Linked DNA regions of Mus musculus: regions 2, 3, 4 and 5 are each linked to region 1. A link is a contact called in public HiChIP or PLAC-seq and promoter capture Hi-C data. All regions are on one chromosome and are shown on one strand. The core of a region is the stretch at or near the end of the contact, and the rest is flanking DNA. Distances in the headings are between cores, read along the strand shown. Region 1 holds the start of Psme4 (proteasome (prosome, macropain) activator subunit 4). Region 2 holds the start of Prorsd1 (prolyl-tRNA synthetase domain containing 1). Region 3 holds the start of 4930524B15Rik (RIKEN cDNA 4930524B15 gene). Region 4 overlaps Cpeb4 (cytoplasmic polyadenylation element binding protein 4). Region 5 holds the start of Clhc1 (clathrin heavy chain linker domain containing 1).

The links. HiChIP or PLAC-seq counts read pairs in DNA pulled down with a chosen protein or histone mark. Capture Hi-C pulls out chosen DNA fragments and counts their contacts.
Region 2: a contact with region 1 is called in an H3K27ac HiChIP or PLAC-seq map of thymic regulatory T cells, with 19 times the contacts expected there. The contact joins the promoter of Prorsd1 here to the promoter of Psme4 in region 1. A contact is called at or near these places in 2 of 39 promoter capture datasets (liver and pre-B cells), 2 of 484 Hi-C or Micro-C datasets (B cells and CD8 T cells), 7 of 115 datasets of contacts at active chromatin or transcription factors (the 230-238 cell line, astrocytes, cardiomyocytes and 4 more) and 1 of 9 other capture datasets (liver).
Region 3: an H3K4me3 HiChIP or PLAC-seq map of stem cell-derived neural progenitor cells shows a contact between it and region 1, with 4 times the contacts expected there. The contact joins the promoter of 4930524B15Rik here to the promoter of Psme4 in region 1. A contact is called at or near these places in 1 of 39 promoter capture datasets (cranial neural crest) and 3 of 115 datasets of contacts at active chromatin or transcription factors (embryonic stem cells and stem cell-derived neural progenitor cells).
Region 4: an H3K4me3 HiChIP or PLAC-seq map of stem cell-derived neural progenitor cells shows a contact between it and region 1, with 3 times the contacts expected there. The contact joins the enhancer-like site here to the promoter of Psme4 in region 1. A contact is called at or near these places in 1 of 39 promoter capture datasets (pre-B cells), 2 of 115 datasets of contacts at active chromatin or transcription factors (astrocytes and stem cell-derived neural progenitor cells) and 2 of 9 other capture datasets (adipose tissue and liver).
Region 5: a contact with region 1 is called in a promoter capture Hi-C map of liver, with 3 times the contacts expected there. The contact joins the promoter of Clhc1 here to the promoter of Psme4 in region 1. A contact is called at or near these places in 6 of 39 promoter capture datasets (the C10 cell line, the HPC-7 cell line, cranial neural crest and 3 more), 4 of 484 Hi-C or Micro-C datasets (CD4 T cells, double positive thymocytes, embryonic stem cells and 1 more), 11 of 115 datasets of contacts at active chromatin or transcription factors (acute myeloid leukemia, a beta-TC-6 cell line, embryonic forebrain and 7 more) and 3 of 9 other capture datasets (adipose tissue, liver and pancreatic islet).

The regions. Positions count from the first base shown.
Region 1 is chr11:30,770,390-30,773,089 of GRCm38.p6, reverse strand. Psme4 (proteasome (prosome, macropain) activator subunit 4) reads right to left here and starts at 1,315. Exons shown (of 47, transcript NM_134013.3): 1 at 866-1,315. The coding sequence starts at 1,107.
Region 2 is chr11:29,513,710-29,516,409 of GRCm38.p6, reverse strand. It overlaps Prorsd1 (prolyl-tRNA synthetase domain containing 1), which reads left to right and starts at 1,377. Exons shown (of 2, transcript NM_026465.3): 1 at 1,377-1,493. The coding sequence starts at 1,410.
Region 3 is chr11:31,964,210-31,966,909 of GRCm38.p6, reverse strand. 4930524B15Rik (RIKEN cDNA 4930524B15 gene) reads right to left here and starts at 1,277. Exons shown (of 5, transcript NM_026262.1): 1 at 959-1,277. The coding sequence starts at 1,250.
Region 4 is chr11:31,880,932-31,883,631 of GRCm38.p6, reverse strand. The region is part of intron 1 of Cpeb4 (cytoplasmic polyadenylation element binding protein 4); the gene reads right to left. Among named protein-coding and RNA genes, the nearest start is that of Cpeb4, 11 kb to the right of the region's middle. Within about 2 kb of position 1,316, at least 9 of the 459 cell types and tissues checked have an H3K27ac peak or open chromatin away from gene starts, as enhancers often do. A contact at or near this core is called in astrocytes and stem cell-derived neural progenitor cells, where this site is marked.
Region 5 is chr11:29,546,680-29,549,379 of GRCm38.p6, reverse strand. It overlaps Clhc1 (clathrin heavy chain linker domain containing 1), which reads right to left and starts at 1,430. Exons shown (of 12, transcript NM_028504.1): 1 at 1,240-1,430. Rps27a (ribosomal protein S27A) reads left to right here and starts at 1,340. Exons shown (of 6, transcript NM_024277.2): 1 at 1,340-1,539; 2 at 1,635-1,699; 3 at 2,120-2,174; 4 at 2,592-2,677. The coding sequence starts at 1,652.

The sequences.
Region 1 (2,700 bases), core at 66-2,565:
ATGACCTCTCCAAACTTTTTGCTCCATCATTACTTTTCCCCCGTTCTAATTCTAATGACGCTATAATTTGCGGCTAGTGCGTACGGAAAACAAAAGAACTAACCAACTCAAAACCACACAGTCTGGCCAACAAAGCCCGGGATCAACCTAACAGCGCTCTTCACTATTTGCCTTAGAATAAGCGAAGTCGTGACCGAGGAAATGTCACAACAGGAACATACACTTTTCCTAGAATTCTAAGACAACATTCTCAACGTCTACTCAATCCGAGAATGCGCTGACTGTCCATTTGAAACGAATCGTTTCAATTAAATCCAGGAAGCCAGAACAGCAACCCAGACCCCCAAGAAACATAGTAACACAGAAAAACACACCACACACACACACACACACACACAACCTCTTACTGTCCCTACTTCCTACGGTAAGAAGTGTAAAGTGGATCGACGAGGAAGGAAAAACAAAACAAAACAACAACAAAAACAAAAAACAAACAACAAACCCAAAAAAACCACAGAAGCAAGGACAGGAGTCGCTTCCCCAAAGACCGAAGCTCTCTATCCCGCAGCTCCAAGCGCAGAACCCCAGGGAGAACCAATGGGAGCCGCTCGTCCCTATGCCCGGGTACGCCTGTGGCTCCCCAGAGCCTGGCACGTCAAGAGAAAGGACCAGAACGCTGATCGTGAGAGGCGACCGACAGGACCCAGAAGTCCCACGGAAAGCAACGAGGAGACTGGGTCTCCCCGGACTCGGCCGCGCCCCTGGAATCCTGCACCAGGTCAGCGCCGTCTGGACAGAACAGAGTTGAGCAGCACCAGCAGCGCAGACAAAGAGCCCGGCCCGCCGACGGCTTCAGCCCACTTACGTGGAGAGTTTCCGCGTCCAGAAGAGGCCCCCGGGCCACAGCTCTTGGAGCTGCACGGCCCGGCCCAGGTTGCTCTTGATCTGTGCCAGCTGCAAGTCGGACTCGGCGTCCAGCCGCTCGGCATAGGGCAGAAGCTTGTTGTACACGATCTCCTTCTGCGGGACGAAGGCCCGCGGGCCCAGTACCGGCCGCCCGCCAGGCTCGGGGGGCTCCCCGCCGCCCGCCCGCTCCGGAGCCTCCATTAGCCCGGGGCCGCCCCCGGCCCGACCCCCGGCCCCGGCCCCCGCCCCGCTGCGGGCTCAGCCTCGTCCGCGTCGCCTCGCCCTCGGCCCGACCGCTGGGCCCCCCTCCCGCCCCGGCTGCCCGGCGCGCTGCTGGACCCCGCGCGGCACCCGGTTCGTTGGCGGTGGCAGCGGCTGCTCGGCCCGGACCCCTCCGGCTCTTCTGGTGACGCTGCAGCCGCAGCGCCGGGAGGTTCCGGACCGGCCTCAAGTCACTTCCGGGGCGGGGCCACGGAGGCGGGGAGGAGGTAACCTGGCTGCTTTCTTGCAGTCAGCCGAGTTTGGTGTCAGCGACTGGGGTTGCCACGCGAGGCTGCCGGCGAGAAACAAGAGACCCTACTCTGCTCCAGCAGGATCCAGAGACACGGAATCCGACTACCTCTCCACGCTCAGTATCCTCTCTTCTGGGCCAGTTTACGGAAGAGCAGCTTGTATCCCAGCCGGGGGCGGGAGTGTGGACAGCGAAGCAGTATGAGCACAAAGAGTTCTAGGCCAACCTCTGCTTCCTACTGGCAACAGGAGACACTATCTTTAAAAAAACGTGTATGGAAGAATCTGTATACACAATAGTACCCTGTGTTCCTCTGTCCTTTTACCCCCCACCTTTCTGATATTTCCCCGTCCACCCTCCAAAAAAGTTACTCAACAAATATACTTTGTGTGTCATCTTCTCATTTAAGGTCCCTATAGAAAGTTTAAGAACGCCTAGTTCTGCCCTTAAGGACGTAGAGGCCTTTCCTGGCAACAAACTAATAAATTACAAGATAATGCATTGGTAAATACTGGATAAGTACCGAGATACCTGGGAATTCTAAATGAAGGCATATCACCTTCATAGAAGTTATTTTTAAATTAATCTGTAAGGTTGATGGCAATGTTATTTCGATAAAGAAAGGAGGAAGAAATAATTATCAGCTGACAGAAAAGACTGAGGCTGCAAGCTTGCTTTCTGATAACTCAAGATTCAGGCTGGTTAAAGATTGCTTGCCAGAAGGGAGTGAATACATGTATTGAGACTAAGAAGTAAATGCTGGAGAATTGAGATTGATCTTAAAAATAACAAGAAATTTCTAAGAGAGGACATTGTAACATGCGCCTGTCATCCCAGCATTTGGAAACTCAAGAGCAGGAGGGTTGTAGCTTAAAGCCAACCTGAGCTAAACAAAAAAACGAAACAAAACAAACTAACTAACTAACTGAAAAAACAGACAAGGATTACCAGCTGGTCTATGAGTTCTACTAGTGGTTGGCCTCTTTCCTAAGCTGAGTTCCATCCCTAGATCTTCAAGAAAATATTTTACAAAAAAAGTCACCATCTCAAAAGAGAATGTCTAAAAAACAATAAGCCTAAGGGCAGCATAATAAAATTTACTTTTGTTTCTTTTAGTTTTTGTTTTTGGTTTTGTTTTTTTGTTTGTGGTTTTTTGTTTTGTTTTAGTTTTTTTGTTTTTGTTTTTGTTTTGAGACTGGATTTTACTCTGTAGCCATGGCTATTATGAAACTGCTATGTGTTAAGACCTGTGTCTAGCCACCCATTTTGTGCTGTTACTAATA
Region 2 (2,700 bases), core at 128-2,627, 1.3 Mb after region 1:
TGAACTCAGAAATCCACCTGCCTCTGCCTCCCAAGTGCTGGGATTAAAGGCATACGCCACCACCGCCGGGCAATAAATCATTTTTAAAAAAAGGTTAAACTAAAAAGTTTTAAAATTTTGAAATCCTGAGTTCAGAGTGAAACTGTAAACACAACTCTGACTTACTCTTTTGTAGTTTCTTCCAATACTGAGTAAATCATAGGCTGGAACAAATCCCTGTTTTCCAGTCTGCCCTCCTTCTTCTACTGCACAGGCAGAGAAAGCTCCTGGCTAATGTGGTGTGTTTATGGTAACTCACCCAAGAGTGTCTGCTTAGGGGCTCAGTTTTTGACCATGTATGGACACTATCCCAGCTCCTAGCTAGCACGGCATCATTCCTTGCCAAAACTCTGTGAAACCCTCTTAAGACCAGATGAGTGACTTCACTGACTTCCACATGTGAGATTGATGAGCCCGCCCAAAAGCTGCCTCCTAGTAAACCTGCCTTTATCTACATGTAATATGTTCTAATCTGGCTCTATTTGTGTCACCGAGGGAGAGAAAAAGCATACCATCTGTGTCTTAAGAGGGGTTCTTTTTCAGATCTTCACTCCCAAATAAATACAATTAATTTATATTAAACATCTCTGAGTGTATCAGTGTTTCATGTTGCATGTGAGCCTTAATTTCAAAGTTTAAGTGAAATACTAATGTGGAATTTGAACCTTATTCAAAGTAAGTGGTCCCACCATGGTTGCAAATTCCAGGCCATAAGTATCATAACGACCACTGTAATTCGTCGCAGTACTGTTTTCTTCCTTTCTTTTCTTTTTTCTTTTTTTTCGAGACAGGGTTTCTCTGTATAGCCCTTGCTGTCCTGGAACTCACTCTGTAGACCAGGCTGGCCTCGAACTCAGAAATCCGCCTGCCTCTGCCTCCCAAGTGCTGGGTTAAAGGAGTGCGCCACCACACCCGCAGTACCGTTTTCTAATATCATAATATGCGGGAGTGATGGCTGGTCTTCCAGAGGACCGAGTTCGGTTCCTAGCACCTACATGACTCACCATCACTCCAGTTCTAGTAAATTGAACACCTTCTTTCAGCCTCCTCAGGCACTGCTCACACGTGGTGCACAACCATGCAAGCCGGTAACTAACGCCCATAACACATAAAATTTAAAAGAACGGAAAGACGGAAGTCACAAGCTACAGTTGTTGAGGCATGAAGCCACATTGCCGCGGCCGAGCAATGGAACCCGGAGCTTTCCGACCCCGGCACTGGAGGCTCAGGTGGTTGGGGGTGTGGCTAAGCGCTCTCGGCGGCCCAAAGATGGGTCAGGCCACAGAGCCATGCCAGGGCGGAGCAAGCAGCCATCACCACGCCCCCGAAGCCGTGGCACTTCCGGTAAGCCTGCCCACGTAGAGGGGAAAATGGCAGGCTCGGAGCTGCGGGCTGAGTTAGAACAGAGGCTCGGCGCCCTCGCCATTCGCACGGAGGTCGTGGAGCATCCCGAGGTGAGACTGCGGCCCCAGGAAGGCAGAGGGTCTTCGGGCGAGTGTTTATTGGGTCCAAGCAGAGGCTTATAAGTTTATTTAAAACTGCGGCAACCGTGAGGAAACTTGTCCTGGGATGACTGACGTGACTTAAAAGCCGGTTGGATAGCTGATACGTTATGTAGATAACTAAGGAACAAGGCACTACATAAGTGGCAACCCTATAGAATCGCCTAGGCTGTATCTGGTACCAAAGGCACAGCAGGCCATTGAGGTGGCTTGGTTTTTTACTTCTTTGGACAGTCGTTACCACTGCAGCACGGCAAGGATCATTTCCCAAATAATTACAAAAAGTATATAACCCCTGAGTCTGGAGAATTGTTTTCGCGGTTAAGAGCACGTACTTCTCTTGCAGATGACACGAATTTATTTCAGCACTCACACTGAGAGCTGTTTAAAACTACAGTTCCTCTTTTGGCCCGCTCCCGCTTGTGCCACAAACAAAAGTACGTACCTTAATTTTAACATGACCTACACTGGAGATGTACAATTTTTGTGGAAACTATTATGAGGGTTGGTAAGGCTTGCACGACACATTTTATGATAGAAAACACCTGTCTTAATATTTACTATTTCCCATTTTTACAAAGGTCACATTCTGTGTACATTCCCAGCCTCCAAATACTTTAAGGCCCTGGAGTACTGGTACTTGTAACATTAAAAAAATGTTCTTTATGTACTAACCTGGGGTCTTATGTTCTTCATCGATGCCCTTGTAGTGAATGTCTGGGACTCTGGAGATAAATATTAAGGACTGTCATCAAATTTTACGCCAAAGTTCAAAAGTTATAAGCGTCTCAGGCACCTGATGGCTTTGTTAGCCACTGGGATAGAAAACTGGCCCAACAAAAACTGAGGTCTTGAGGTCTGCAACTGTGATGATTAAGGCTCCCCCTGAACCCCAACCAGGATTTTGCTGCACTCTTGAATTCTTGATCTCGGCCTCAGCTCTAAGTACCAGTACTCCAGGTACCAGGCCTTTAAAGTATTTGGAGGCTGAGGTTTTTAGTTCAGAGATATTGTGCCTGCCTAGCAAGCATAGCACTCTGGGTCCTATCCTCAGCACCAAAAGGCCCAACCCCTATCAAAACATTTATAACGAATACCAGTTAAATTCAGAGCATCCACCATGAAAAATATGTACAACCGTGGATATGTATGTGTGCAA
Region 3 (2,700 bases), core at 28-2,527, 1.2 Mb before region 1:
CTTGTGTACCATAACTGGGTGAACTGGATACACTATTAATGAAAGCTCAGTAAAATTGCTTTGAAAAGTATAGGTAAAAGGTGTTTCTCTGTGTTGTCCTGGCTGTTCTGGAACTTGCTCTGTAGACTAGGCTGGCCTCAAACTCACAGATCTGCCTGACTCTGACTCTTTAGTGTTGGGATTAAAAGTGTGGGCCACGACTACATCTTCAGATCTTCTGTGTTTTAACAGGATGCTTCAACGTCTCTTAAGAGGTCTGATTGAATATATATCAGGTAATTAGCAATTCATTTTCTATTTTACTGTATGTGTATATGTGTTTTGCTTGTGCACCTTGTAGATGCATGATGCCCAAGGAGGGCAGAAGAGGGCGTCAGATGCCTTGGAACTGGAATTACAATCAGTTATATGTGGGTGCTGAGGTCCAAACCTACATCATATGGAAGAATAACCAGTGCTCTTAACCCGTTGAGCCACCTCTCCAGCTCCTGTAATTAGCAATTTCAATAAATGTCAGTGAAAAATAACCAACAAGCGCGCCAAACTTCCATTTCTCTGAGCGACTGAAGTAGCTACATCCAAGAACTTCTCTCAGGTCTCTAGGTTATCTTAAATATCCTGCAGCCTTTTTACAGGTTACCCACCCCACTAAGTGAGTTAAAGGAATTCTCCTAAACTTATGGCTCCAACACAGACTGGCAGGAGAGAGGAGCCTGGCTGCCTACTGACTAGGATGCTGACAGGAAAGGCTGAGAGGAAAATGACACCGAGGCTGACAGGAAGGCTGACAGAAAGACTGGCAGATGCAAAGGTTGAGACAAAGGAAGACTGACACAAAGGTTGACAGGAAGGCTGACGCGAAGCCTGGCTGACGGAAGCCGCGCGCACAAAATGGCGCGGGAGCTGCCCAGTCAGCAGCAGGCCGCTGACAGGACGATCCCTCCCGCTGCCGTGCCACCTGCTTGCGCTGCTTGCTCCCGGGCCCTGGGCGCTCTCGACCTCCGCTGGAAAGGGGCGGAATCCGGGGTGTCAGTGACCCCGGCCTGGGAGCCAGTGGGCCGCTCTCCTCCCCGGGCCCCGGGCTCCACCGCTGCTTGCTTTGAGGCACAGCGGGCCCCGAGCCCTGGGCCTCGATGGCCGAAACCTCGGAGACCCCTCAGCTGCCACACGCCATGGCGGTGCGAGGCGAAGCGGGTCACGTAGATTAAGCGAGGCCCATCTGGCCTTTGCCCACTGCGGCTGGGCACCATCTCTCGGCCTCCTGTCGGGCAACCTGCGGGACCTCGGAGCCGGCCTGAGCACAGGGCGTGGGGTGTGTGTGTGTGAGGTGTGTGGGGTGGGGTGGGGTGGGGGAGTGTGGATGTGGGGGAGGGGGGACACTTGCGCATGCGGGCTGGGGGAGGGTGGAGAACCGTTGGGGCCAGACCTGTGTGAGGCGAGGACGGGACTGACCTAGAGGCCCCAACTTCACTGAAGAGAGATGGAGTGTGGGTGGGTGAGCTGGAGTCCAGAACACCAGGAGCCTGGGTAGGAAGTTGAGGTGTAGAACACCGAGAAGCTGGGGTTGAGGTAAGGAAGGGATTAAGGACATAAGAGTCCAGGCACCTAGCAGAAGACAGGAGCCTAATGTGGATCTCTGTTAGAAGTTGGGAGGCAAGGAAAGCCCTACTGAAAGGGAAACAGGAAGGACTGTGGTTGTGAGGATGGCCATTCGTCTAGAGAGAGGTTGAATTTCAGGCTATGCATCATTTGGGACTGGGATGTAAGAAAATCAAATATGGTTCTTTTCTATCAAATACTATAAAAATGTGTGTTTAGGACAAGGAATTAAAACATTTTTATCTCCTGTCTTCCACCTTGTAAGACTTTCTTGCAAAATGTTTTAACCCTTTCCGTCCAATAAAACTTTGATTTATGTAAAGCCCCCTGCTCTGTGTGATAACCTGGGGCAATGATCTTCTTGTCCTTGGAGCAGTGAACCCTTCCCCCTTCTCTGTTTTTAATTTTTGTTTTGTTGAGACATGGTTTCTCTATGTTGTAACTTTAATTTTTTTAGGCCTTATTTTTATTTATTTATTTATTTATTTATTTATTTATTTATTTATTTATTTATTTATTTATTTTGAGACAGGGTTTCTCTGTGTAGCCCTGGCTGTCCCGGAACTCACTCTGTAGACCAGGCTGGCCTCGAACTCAGAAATCCACCTGCCTCTGCCTCCCGAGAGTGCTGGGATTAAAGGCGTGCGACATCACACCTGGTTCTTAGGCCTTATTTTTAATGATAGTTCTTAAATGCTTTTGCCTCCCTTCTAGCCTACCACCCACCAGGTAGTAGAAAAGAAAGGATACAGGGGGCGGGGGGGGGGCGGGGAAGTGGACCTGTTTAGACGTGGTTCTTTGGAGAAAATCCTATCTGGGTTGTCGGAAATCAGCAGTTCAGTTCACAGGTCAGCAGCAGCAGCTCAATCCACTCCCAAACACTTTATGGATATACTAGCAGTCCAGTTTGGTAGAGTTGGATAGCAGCAGTGGTGGCACTATCTAGAAGAGACAGCCAGGTCTCATCCTAGACTCTAGTCATCAGGAGGGTCTGTTGAGCCCTTTTTATGCACCCTCCAAATATCACATGTTCTCCACAGGTCTTGCCTAAGCATGTGCATTTGTTTCAGCTGATGTCACTCTGCCAATCAGCCAGAACTG
Region 4 (2,700 bases), core at 67-2,566, 1.1 Mb before region 1:
TCTAGCTTCAGAAGACCTAGTTTAAAAAATAAATCTATTTAACTAAGTCATGCCATAACCTAAAATGTTCATTAGTGTCATCCACAGGATATACAACTTTTTGTTGGGTCAGCATGGCCTGGAAGCAGGTGTCAGGGGTTGACATAAAAGAGGTAATTATGTAATGTGAAGAGGAGCAAAGTAAAGACATTTAATAGCACTTCACATTTCTTCACCACTTCTATTCAGAGTCTGTACTTTCTCATCTTAACACCTTCAACAAGAGTAAAGAGTCTTGCTTAGGTTACTAAATATTCCCTCCCAGAATTCTAAACTATAGATGAATCAGTCTGCTCTGCTCATAAACCATTTGGTTCCCATATGAATTGATAAATCAGAAGATCTCTTCAGAAAGCCTTTGAGGAAACTGCCTTTTATTTTCCCTTCACTAAATGCAACATGTATTTATATATTTTTAATATCATAAAAATCCTTAAAGTGATTTTTAAAAAAGTTGTTGCCACTTATTTGAATTAAAAAACAAAACTGGTAATTTAGATTCCATTAGTTCAATGGACTTACTTCTTCTAGGCTATTTAGTCATTCTAGCCTTGCCTGGAAGAAAAAAAAATAGTCCATTGTAAGACTTGATTTTTAAATCTCTACTTATTGGACAAGGAATCTTGACACTCTTCACACATACACACACAAATATCTTGTAAAACTGTGATGAGGTACTAAAAGGATGGCTGAGGTAAGATTGCTTGCTCTGCAGGGCATGGGAATCTGAGCTCAAAGCACCTACTTGGAAAGCTAGGCTCACTGCTTTTATGTCTCTTTTCCTTCTGTTGGGTTGCCTTGTCCAATTTTGATATGATATTTTTTCCTTTATCTTCTTATATCTTATTTTGTCATGTCTGGTGGTTACCTGTTCTTTTCTAATGAGAGACAAAAAAAAAAGGAGTAGATTCAGAAGGAAGGGAAGGGAAGGAAAGGAGGAACTGGGAGAGAAAACTCTATCAGGACATACTATATGAGAAAAGAATATATTTTCAATAAAAACAAAAAAATGAAAAATACCTAGGATCTATAAATACATTAAAAAAAAAAAGCTAGACACAACTTCATGTGCCTGTAACTTCAGCACTGTGAGGTAGCCAGATCTCAGGAGTTTGGCCAGCCTGCCTAGTCAAAATGGTGACGCTTTCTGTACAGTGAGAAGTCTTTTCTCCCCAATATCCTCTTCTGGTCTATGCATGTGTCTATGCATGTGTGCACACAGGCATCTGCACCTGCACACTCATATGCATGCACGCACACAAATAAAAAACTGGTGAGAAATGAAAGAGACATGGTATGTGAAAGTGAGGCCCAACAGCTGCCTGCTAGCAGGCACACTCAGTATACATTCCTGCATGCCTTCTCTCTGTGGTAGATGAGAAAAGAGTGCACAAGTCACATTTTGAAAACAGGCTACTGGCATTTCTGAATAATCCAGTTGTTCCTTGCTTTACTATGGCCAGTTTCATGCAGGTTATCATATAAACCTAAACTTCTGCATCCAAAAGAGATCACAGGCAATGTTCTCCTATTTAACAAGCTACTTGCCACAAGAGGCCATTGTTTTAAAGAAAGTAAACAAAACTAAAATGCTGTCCTGAGAGACTAAGTTGGGTCATAAAGACACACGAAAGCTCCTAAATAGCTGTGAGGGTTCCTCTTCTCCAATGTCTGCCTGGCCAGCTCAGGGCCCAGTTAGCAAAGGGACTACAAATCAAAATGTACAATCTTTATGCCTAAGCTGAGACTTACATTTTGCAACCCTTGACATCTCTTCTTTTTTGTGACCTTTGACAATGAGACAAAAAGCACCCAATGTTAAGCTTCTAACAAGGCCACCCCATACTCATAGTCTCCTACGCAGAACACACTCAACTCACAAGAACAAAATAGGAATTTCCCAGACTGTACTCTTCATGAGAAGGCCCTCTTTGACCATTGACATATTTCTACTACAACACACAAAAAGTGAATACCTGTATATGGAAAGAGAGGTGAATGAATAAGGTTTAAAGAACTCCACAGGCCTCCAAAAGACCTCAAATCCCTGAATTCCTTTTATAAACAAACAGAAAAACAATCCCCAAAGCCCAGTCCTGTCCTGTTCCTTTGAATTCGTCTCAGATCACATACCTATATTCCACGGAAGCCTAGAATTAGAAGGCCCAAATTAAATATTACACTCTACTCATTTGTTGCTTTAGCTGATCTTACTTTATTTACTTTTTTTGATGTCTCAGAAAGAGGTGAGACCACTGGTGTTTGTGGGAGTAACACTAGGTTGAGCAAGGAAAATAGGCTAAAGCAGACATGACAGATAAGTGAGCCATCACTATCTTTAAAAGGTCCTTGGAAAAACACTGTGTATATCCTCTAAAGACTTTGTACCTTTGAGAAGTGTGTTCTTTTACAATGAAATCCTACCATGTCTAGGAGTTCCTTTAACTGCTTTAAGATATATGGCAGAGAAGAGTTTTGCGTGTAGGTGAAAGGACTGTCCAGGAGCCAGTGACTACTGAAACCATGTGATATGTACTTGGGAGTTCAGGATACTATTTTGTCTAGTCAATGTTTAAAATTTTCCATAATATTAAATATCACATGGGGGAAGAAAACCTTACCAAAAAGGGGATAAAGCCACCTGTTAGACACTGTGTTTAT
Region 5 (2,700 bases), core at 181-2,680, 1.2 Mb after region 1:
CATGTGTGGAGACAGGAGGATCACGTTATATTGAGTGTGTGTGTGGGTCTTCTTAATCAGTCTACCTTTTATTTTTAAATTTTTATTGCACTTCGTTAGTTCGGGGGTAGGGAGCGCTGTGAAAGTCTGAGGGCAACTTGCTAGAGTTGGTTTTCTCCACCAATTGAATCTCAAGGTTGATCAGATCTAGAGCAGATGTAAATTTTCTTTACTGATGGAGCCATCTGGAAGCCCCATCTTATTTTAAGAAATATGTATGTCATGTGTGGGTGTAGGGTCGTCGGCCCCCATCTCTCATTGAACCTGCTGGCCAATGAGGTCCAGGGAGTCTCCTGTCTCTGCTGGCCTACCATGTCACAGACTCCACCAAGCACACCAACCTTTTTAAAAAGTGGGTGCTTGAGTTCCAACCCAGGGTTCTGCATATCGAATATTAGCTACTGTGTCATCTCCTAGCCCTACATTTTTACTTTTCAAAATGTGTAATTTGGAGGCAGCAGAGCTAGTATATTAAAATGAGGAAAGAGCAAACAGAGATTATTAGGGAGTTACGGATCCTCGTTGTAAGAAAACGGAGCACGCCTACGCTTACGGATAGGGTGAAAAGACATTGAGAGGGTGCATTAGAAAGGGCACTGGGTTTGTGAGGTGGAGAAGGGACTGAGAGAAGGCACCAGCTTTTAACAGCTTCAAGTTTCCCCGAGGGCACATGCTCCTATTTTCTCCAGGATGGACACGCTCCACATTTAAACTTATAGTCGAAAACTAAACATTCTGCAGATTTTCTTATCGTATGTTTTTTAAAACGTGAAAAGATGAAAATTCCAATACATTTAACCGTTTCATACTAGGGAGGCGCGTGACGCTCAAAAGCTTCTTCCGATCGGATGAAGGGTAGCGGAAGGGACTACCGGGAGGGGCAGAAACCTGCACTTAGAAAGACTTCGACTATACCTTAGATGTGGCTAGCTCACTACGGTGTGACAGACACCTTCAGCCCCCAAATGCCTTTCTAGCCCTTAAGCCTTCCCTCCGGGGCATTTCCAGAGAGTCCCCACCCACGCGCAAATCATAGTGCCTCATCCCCTGAGTCCTCACCTGACTCTCTCCTAACCCTCACTCCACAGCTTAGACAGTGTAATCAGGTATCCGGGAAGTGTGGAAATGCATCCTGGGACAAGTAGTTCTAACAAGAAGAAAGCAGTGTAAAACTACAATTCCCAGATAGACTTGTTTTACCTCTCTCTTATGTTTCACAAGCCCCCTTTAAAGGAAAGCCTCTCTTAATCGCATCGGCTGTATAAGAAAGCCTTTTGAGGCATTTTTTTTAGTTGAGCACATCATTTCGAGGCCATTCTGAGGTAAACCGAGAAAAGAGCGTAAAGAAACCGAGCGAACGAGCAAATCTGGCACTGCGTTAGACAGCCGCGATTCCGCTGCAGCGCGCAGGCACGTGTGTGGCCGCCTAAGGGGCGGGTCCTTCGGCCAGGAGACCCCGTCGGCCACGCTCGGATCTTCCTTTCCGATCCGCCATCGTGGGTGAGTGTATGCTCTGTGGCCGCGCTCTGGCTAGTGGCGCTACGCGTCGCTCTCACGGGTGTCGTCGGATCTAATCCGTCTCTTTTCGAATGCAGGTGGAGCCGCCGCCACGATGCAGATCTTTGTGAAGACCCTTACGGGGAAAACCATCACGCTCGAGGTACGGGCCACCTTGCCGTTGAGGAAGCCAAGGCCTGACTGAGGCCCTTAGTGTTTGAGGGCGGGTTTCTGAGTTTTGAGTTGTGAAACTTGGCTTTGAGCTGAGATTATGGTGCTTAGCAAAAACAACGTTTGGTTTTCGGTGTGGTACGGTTTAGCCTGCTTTATCCCGAGTGGCGAAATGTAGGGTAGGTGATGGGAGACGCTTTTCTCCGGGCAGACGCGTTCCTGTGCTTCCCCCGCCGTCGCTCGCCCTGGTATGGGGACTAATTTGGATTGTAGCACTCTGGGTAGTTTGCACGCGGTGTCATCTTAATTGATTACCTTTAGCTCACCTCCTCCTTGCTCGTTTTGTATAAAGCTAGCAGTTAATGACTTACTATGTAACCGTATATTAACTACATATATCAAAACTTGGCAGGTTGAACCCTCGGACACTATAGAAAATGTAAAGGCCAAGATCCAGGATAAGGAAGGCAAGTAAAGTTTGTCACTAGAAAAATGACTGGCTTGTGTGACCTAGACACGTTTGTTCTTAAGGTAGAAAACAGATTAATAAATTTAGATGCTTTTGAAAGTAAAATATTCCTGACATTAGTGTCAGGCTATCTGATTAACTGGAAACTCTGCAGGACAAATCTTTTAAAAGTTAATCTAGAACTGTTTACTGAGTCACAAAGACGATAAAATGCTCAGGCTGGGCAATGGCCCAGTCCACACTTTAATCTCAACACTAAGGAGGTAGAGGCAGCCTGGTTACAGAGAAAGTTCCAGGGCTTTTACTCTTGGAAAAAGTTGCATCTAAGTCTGTGACCACTGTTAGCAATCATTTGATTCACAACAATGGGGAATGTACCTTGTTCTATTAAGCCCAGTATTTTTTCCTCTAATAGGAATTCCTCCTGATCAGCAGAGGCTGATCTTTGCTGGTAAGCAGCTGGAAGATGGCCGGACTTTGTCTGACTACAACATTCAAAAGGTTTGTTTGAGGGAAAACATGCA